Regions from separate parts of the Sus scrofa genome. Here region 1 is linked to region 2. A link is a contact called in public Hi-C data. All regions are on one chromosome and are shown on one strand. The core of a region is the stretch at or near the end of the contact, and the rest is flanking DNA. Distances in the headings are between cores, read along the strand shown. Region 1 overlaps LOC102162974 (a long non-coding RNA gene). Region 2 overlaps LOC102167422 (a long non-coding RNA gene).

The links. Hi-C and Micro-C count contacts between places; a contact is called where the count stands out from the background.
Region 1: a contact with region 2 is called in a Hi-C map of skeletal muscle, with 13 times the contacts expected there. The contact joins two enhancer-like sites. A contact is called at or near these places in 5 of 47 Hi-C or Micro-C datasets (heart right ventricle, psoas muscle and skeletal muscle) and 1 of 2 datasets of contacts at active chromatin or transcription factors (skeletal muscle).

Annotation. Positions count from the first base shown.
Region 1 is chr1:232,842,556-232,845,730 of Sscrofa11.1, forward strand. All of the region lies in intron 1 of LOC102162974 (a long non-coding RNA gene), which reads left to right. Among named protein-coding and RNA genes, the nearest start is that of NPAP1, 240 kb to the right of the region's middle. Within about 2 kb of position 1,821, at least 10 of the 83 cell types and tissues checked have an H3K27ac peak or open chromatin away from gene starts, as enhancers often do. A contact at or near this core is called in skeletal muscle, where this site is marked.
Region 2 is chr1:232,735,933-232,739,171 of Sscrofa11.1, forward strand. The region is part of intron 2 of LOC102167422 (a long non-coding RNA gene); the gene reads left to right. Among named protein-coding and RNA genes, the nearest start is that of NPAP1, 340 kb to the right of the region's middle. Within about 2 kb of position 1,614, at least 5 of the 83 cell types and tissues checked have an H3K27ac peak or open chromatin away from gene starts, as enhancers often do. A contact at or near this core is called in skeletal muscle, where this site is marked.

The DNA of each region.
Region 1 (3,175 bases), core at 571-3,070, 110 kb after region 2:
CCCTAAAAAGCAAACAACAACAACAACAACAGCAACAACAAACAAAAAGCAAAATAACAACAAAACCCCCCAAAAAGAAAAACAAAACACCACCACCCCTATTAGTAGTCACTACCTCACTCTTTCTTGAGCCAAGCTTTGGTTTATGGGAGAGAGACTGCAAGGAGGCTGAGAGGGAAGTCGGCCTGCTCGTGTCCAGGGAAAGCCTGTTGCTAATGCCCTTCCTGGGCCTGGAGGAAATAATTGGACTCATTAAGTTGCTTTTCAGTCTTCTTTTCTTTAGTCTCAATAACCCTTAGGTTAATTAGACACGGTTTCTCGCCTTAGGAAATTTTTCTGTGTGTGGTTAGTAATGGAAAGAATGATCATAAACTCAGTAATTAAATTTTCAGTCTTACAAATGCTAAAGAATGGCAAGCTACCTGTAAGATGTCTTGAAAAATCAATAGCCCTTGTGAAACTAGTATCTTCTATCAATAAGTCTGAAAATCTTAGGCTATAATTGAGATGCCTTTGTTAGAATGACGAAATGGTAGGTCCTGATTTCTGCATGGACGATCGAGGTAATCGTTAACAGCCAGAATCATGTGGTGGGGTCAGAATCTGAATTTGGGCCTTCTACGTTTTGATTAACCTTGTAACTTCAGATGAATCATGCAGTCTCTCTCTCTGGACTTTGGTTTTCCTACCCATATAATAGGGATATTAATACACTCCCTGCTTATTGTAATACTAAAAATTAAATTTTATGTGGAAGTAATTTGTAAATTAGAAAGACTAAAAATATATTCTCATCATCATTATGATTAGGGACTTAAAGATATGACTCAATCCTATTTCTAATCATTTTATTGAAGGAGTAAGAAATAAGTTAATCAATATGTTAATAATAATCCATTTGAGTTTTCCTGCTCAAGAGAAAACCAAAACTCCAAAAAGAATATCTTTGCTGGCTAACAACTTCCCCATTCTACTCAGATGTTCTATGTTTATAGAAAGAAGAATTTCAATATTTGGACAAATTCCAATCCTTTGGCTCCATTCTGGGTGCAGCGAGAGTACTAATATTTTCAGAATTGCTGTTATCTTTGTGAGCTGACTCCTTGCCACTTTGCTGGAGGTCTTTACTTCTTCAGGGACTGTGCACCCAAGTCAGGGTGGCCTGTTGAACCCCACAAAGGGCAGAGGTGGGATAGGGATGTGGTACAGGGTGGATAGTTCCCACTTTGCATTTCCATGACTTGGGTTTGCATTTTGACTCTCCTGTTTGTCAGCTGTGTGAACTTGGATATCTTTGTGACCCACTCGAACTTATTAATCTTTACGGGGCACCTGCTACTACGAGACACTTAGAGGAGAGAAATGAGTATCGAAAAACCAAAAACCAAACCCACTCTGTCCTTAAAGAGTTTACAGTCAACACAGGCAAAACCCACAACAAAGGTAAAATAATTTTACCTGCACTGTTGTTTGTAATTAAGCTAGCCCAGTGCCTGGCAGAGAAGCAGTTCAGTAAATGGTAATCATTATTGTCATTATTCACTCTCTTGGGTATGCTAGAGCCAGAAGCCAAGGGACCTGAACTCAGCCCTCCACCTAAGAAGGTCAGGCGGTGGCAGCACGTGGATTATCTACACCTTCCTGCCTCTGGCCAAGGTCTGCCTGGGCTAAAGGAGAGCAGGCAGTGCCTCTGAGGACAAAAAGGCCTCGAAAAGCCTGCCCTTGACCTCAGCTGTCTCTGCTGGCGGAAGATCAGACTCATTCTAAAGCAGATCTGTGGCTTTGGGTTTTCTCCAGGACTGACAGGCAAGAGTCCAGATCACGATTTCAGAACTCATCCTGGCCAGCAGTGAGCTGCCTGGGTTATCCTCAGGAACACCCTGGCCTCCTGAGAGTTGCCCAAACAAAATGCCTGGGAGTTGGGCCAGACTCCCTCAGGCCTTTTCTGGTTTCTGGGGAGTCAGTTTTGAGCCAGAACCTTTTCCAAGATGAGAGGTGAGAAAAAAAGGATCACCCAGACATTAAGCAGCTCTCTCAACCATGGCTTTCTTTAGTGGGTTCTTGGATCAACATTAATGGAATCTTTTTTTTTTTTTTTTTAATCCCAGAGATTTGTTCATGTAATAAGAAAATCATAGTGTTTGACCATTAATTTTCAAAGGAGGACATAAACATTCTTAGATAAGTGAAATTAATTAATGACATTTTACCCTGTTACCTGAGGACAGAAGATTCTGCCAAACTGGAGCTTGAATCTGCTTGTTTTTAAAACCTAATGTATTCATAGTTTAAAGAAAAATAAAAGGGAAAAAAAAACTTTCTCTAATAAAAGAGAATATTTGAGACACAGCTTAAAGTAAAAGAAGCATTTTTTTTTAATATGGTTTTCTTTTCTTTCCATTTTCAAGTGTGACCTCAAGCATGCCATTCATTTGTCATCTAAGACAATTAACCACATCACCATCAGCTCAACATTGGTGATCTAGAGGTATATTGATTGGAAAGATTTCCTTTCACTGTAGCTATTAAGAATGCATCAAAGATCAAAATCCTGTTGTGGGCTCTAAGCAGTTTAAAGAGAATGGTTGCTATATGGAATCACCTGCCGCAAAGTAGCTCCTATTGACCTGCTTCTCCTGGAGATACTTTCTGAAAAATACACCAACTTGAGCCGTTTAGGGCTGTGACATACATGTGGTGAGATCATCTCAATAGTCTGCTTCTATGTCACAGAAGCTGTGAAAGTGTTCAAATCAAAATAGTGGCATTTGGTTGAAGAGGTTTCCCCTTCTCTCCTTGCTCATTTTTCATCTTCCCGGAGGGCCCCCATCTCCCCTCCTCTGCTGTTCTTTGCTCCTCTCGCATGTCTCCCTTCGTGACAAGAAGGAGTGCCTCCTCCGGGCCAATGCATCAAGCAGTGACACTGCCGGAGTCATTCCCTCCGACAGACGTCAATTTAAAAGGCAAGAGAAGATTTCAAGGCAGGGGTGAGGGACGTGAAGGGAATTAGTCATCATTACCCTGCAGCTACGTGGGCTCGCTGGAGCTGTTCCCTCATCAGGCTCCTCATGACTATGCCCTGAGCATCACCCCCATCACTCTAAATAGTCATGACACAGCTGATGTACGGGTTAAAATGATGAGCAGGAGAGACAGGCCTCTCCCAAAGTAAATA
Region 2 (3,239 bases), core at 364-2,863:
ATTGTCTCTAATTTCATAACCATCCTGTAAGATAAGACCAGGGAAGCAGACACTCAGAGAGTAAACTCATTTGACTGCTTTGAGGCCACATGGTTAGGAAATGAAACAGCTGAGATTACAATTTAAATCTCATTGGTTCACGACTAATTTTTTTTTCCTTAATTACATTCCTGTTATTCTCTGCTTGTTAGTATCTTTGCAAATGGCAGCTGTAGCTCTTTGCCCCCGTCATTTCCTTTAGCAGAAATGCTAAAGGAAGCATTTTATTGTTTTACTGTAAGATCTATGGGTTAGGGAGCTTATCTCTTTAGCACTGGTTTCTGCCAGAGGGGTTAGGATTTTGTAGGTGTTCCATGAAGATTTGTTGAAAAGATGCTTGCACACGTGAATGAAGTAGAAGGTTCTCCACACTGAGCTTCAGATCCCATTCTTCAAAGTGATCTGGCCTCAGTCAGCCCAGCTCTCTTTCCTAGCTCCAGGCATCTATTACCTGTATCAGTCAGGGTCCAGCCAGTAATTGAAGTAGGAAGTATCTTAACACAGGAATTAGAGGCTTGCATCTCCATGAGAAAGTCTGGGAGCTTAGGCTTGGAGGGAATGGCTGGTGCTCAAGAAATCTGAAAGTGTAGGAAGCTGTGGCAACCTTGCAGTGATTTTTTGATAGGACACTGAGACGTCAAGTTACCGAGGCCACAGTAGCTTCTGGAGAGAAGAGGCTTCTCTTTGCTTTCCAAATGATAAGTGGGAAGCTTTCCTTGGAAGCATCTAACCCAAAATCTTAGAGGTGGATAATGCTGGGAAATGTAGTTCCTAGGAGAGAGAGCAGAAGGAGGTGAGGAGGTTTCTGCGTTAACGGTCTGACTCTTGTTAAATTCATTTTCATTTTCTCTTTGCTCCATGATAGTTTCTCACTGTAAGCCTCAGCACCTGACCTCACTCAGGCGACACTTCCATAAGTCAGCTTGTGTCTCATTGCCAACACTGGCTCTACCCCAACTTTCACCGGTAGCCAAAGGAGATCTAGTTCTTACTAGAACAAGGATATTCTTCTTCTTCTTCTTTTTCCCATTTCCAACAGAGACTAAATTATGAGGTCTAAATCTGGGTAGGGCTTTCAAATAGAGCCCTGACCAGTGCTGAATCAACTTGAAGAATGATGAAGGGCTGGCTTCTCTCTCTCGGCAGCTGCGAGCTTGGTCAGCCCTTTGCAAAGTAAGAGGAAATTTAATGAACCCAAATAAGACATGATCCTTTGTGGCTATAAAAGTTACACTTTGAAAAAGCTCAGCTGGTCAAGAGCCACTTGAAAATGATGTTACTGCTGGGGAACTCTGTCAAAAGTCCTCTCCTCTGGGTGAGTTTCCTTCTCTTTGAGGGAAAACAAAGAGAGGTTTTACAAGCTAGAGAAGGGTCATTTTGCTATTTGAAAGAGCACATTCAAAAATTGAGGCCCAGTGTGATTGGGAGACATCCATAGTCAGTACTTGTTTATTTGTCCAGCTTTACACCATGTAAGTGATGCAGAATCCTTTCCGCCTCTAATAATAACACCCCCGTGGCCCTGAGTTAATGGAAAGCTGGAATGGCCAAATAAGAGCTGGTGCTCAGATTAACCACTGTGGGTCAGACAAGTCCACAGCTGTGGTTGAGGAGGGAGGCGATGGGGTGGAGGGGAGGAAGAGCAGAGGGAGCTCTTCCTAAAATATTTTTGCCTAGTCAACAGATTTAATGCACGGTATTTTACCACCAAATTCATCAAATGGAGGATTTTCGAAAGGATCAGAGGCAATGACCACCTAATTCAGATTCTATGGTATCTAATTGTACAAGCAGCACATTTGGAAATCTTTTGTGCTTAAGGAGTCTTCATCTGTAGAGCACTTGGTTTGCTTATACAGTAGGCAACAGGGCTTAAATGGCATAATTATTATGTGTTTCTAGTTTGCCTCAAATTTTGATTCAATCAGAATCCCTGAATCTGACAGCCTATAATCAAACAAAGGGAGTGCTCTGGAAGCAAGGGATTAACAGAGGGGAATTAAACTGTCGTTTTGAAACAGCTTAGACCAATATGAAAGCCCATTTAGGAGTCTCTCCATAAATATCCCTTTTGTTTTGTCTAATTGCCGGTTTGAATGTATCAGACTCATCAATGGGATTAGGGTTAATAGATGTTTGGTCACGCAGAACATGCAGAGGAGGAATCTGATACACACACACAAAAATTGCACTTAATGAGCTTAGCAAATGTTTGCCATATTTTTAATGAACCCTGGGGCTGTCATTTAGAAATGCTTAGCAACTGCTTTTCCATCCTTGAAAATAGAGCAACTGAAGGACATTAACACTATGTACACCCGTAAATAAGAGGAGCTATTTAAAGACACCAGCCAGGAGGAGGGAATGGTGACACTTTTCTGTCCAAGAGCCAGTGTTACTTAACACTCTGGGTGTGGGTTCAGTGTCTGACAACATATTTGGGAGGTTCAAGTTTCCCCAAAGGGCACTGTGGAGCGTGAGGTTTTTGCAAAGAGTCATATAACCATTTTCCTTTTTTAAGTGAAACCTGTTTAGGATCGAATCTCCCAGTCCCCTCCCCCAGCCCCTGCTTCTGTTTTTCACACCTTCCTGCTGCCCTTTCCAAATATCTGTGGAGAGGCTTTGGAAATTGGAGAATATGTGTTGCTGCCGCTTCCCCAAGTCCAAGGCCGCCATGGCCACGAGGCAGGCCACTCCTCAGCTCAGCTGAGCAGGGTCAGATCGGCAGGCTCTTGGGATTGATTACTCAGAAGATTGAATGATCCATCTTGGGAGCCCTTGGGATTTGGCTCCGAAAGCAGTGCAGTCGGCAGTAATGGGGACTTATTGAAGTAGGCCATGTGGCTTGTGCTGTCAGAGCACAGACTGGGCCTAAAAGAATCAGGTTTTCCTTGGGGAAGGTTTGATTTGATAGACAGAGCACAGCATGCAAGTCCAATGGATTATAGTTAGAGCAAATGAAGGATGACTTGGACCCCTTTGTTTTCATAGAGCCAATTGATTTCAAGGACTTCCTGCTCTCGGCCATCTCCTCCAGCCCTGCCCTTAAGGAGGCAAAAATAGACACCACCTCATTTATGTATGTATGTATGTATTTATTTATTTTATTTTTTGTCTTTTGCCTTTTCTAGGGCTGCTCCCATGGCATATGGAAGTTCCCAGGCTAGGGATCTAATCGGAGCTGTAGCTGCCAGCCCACG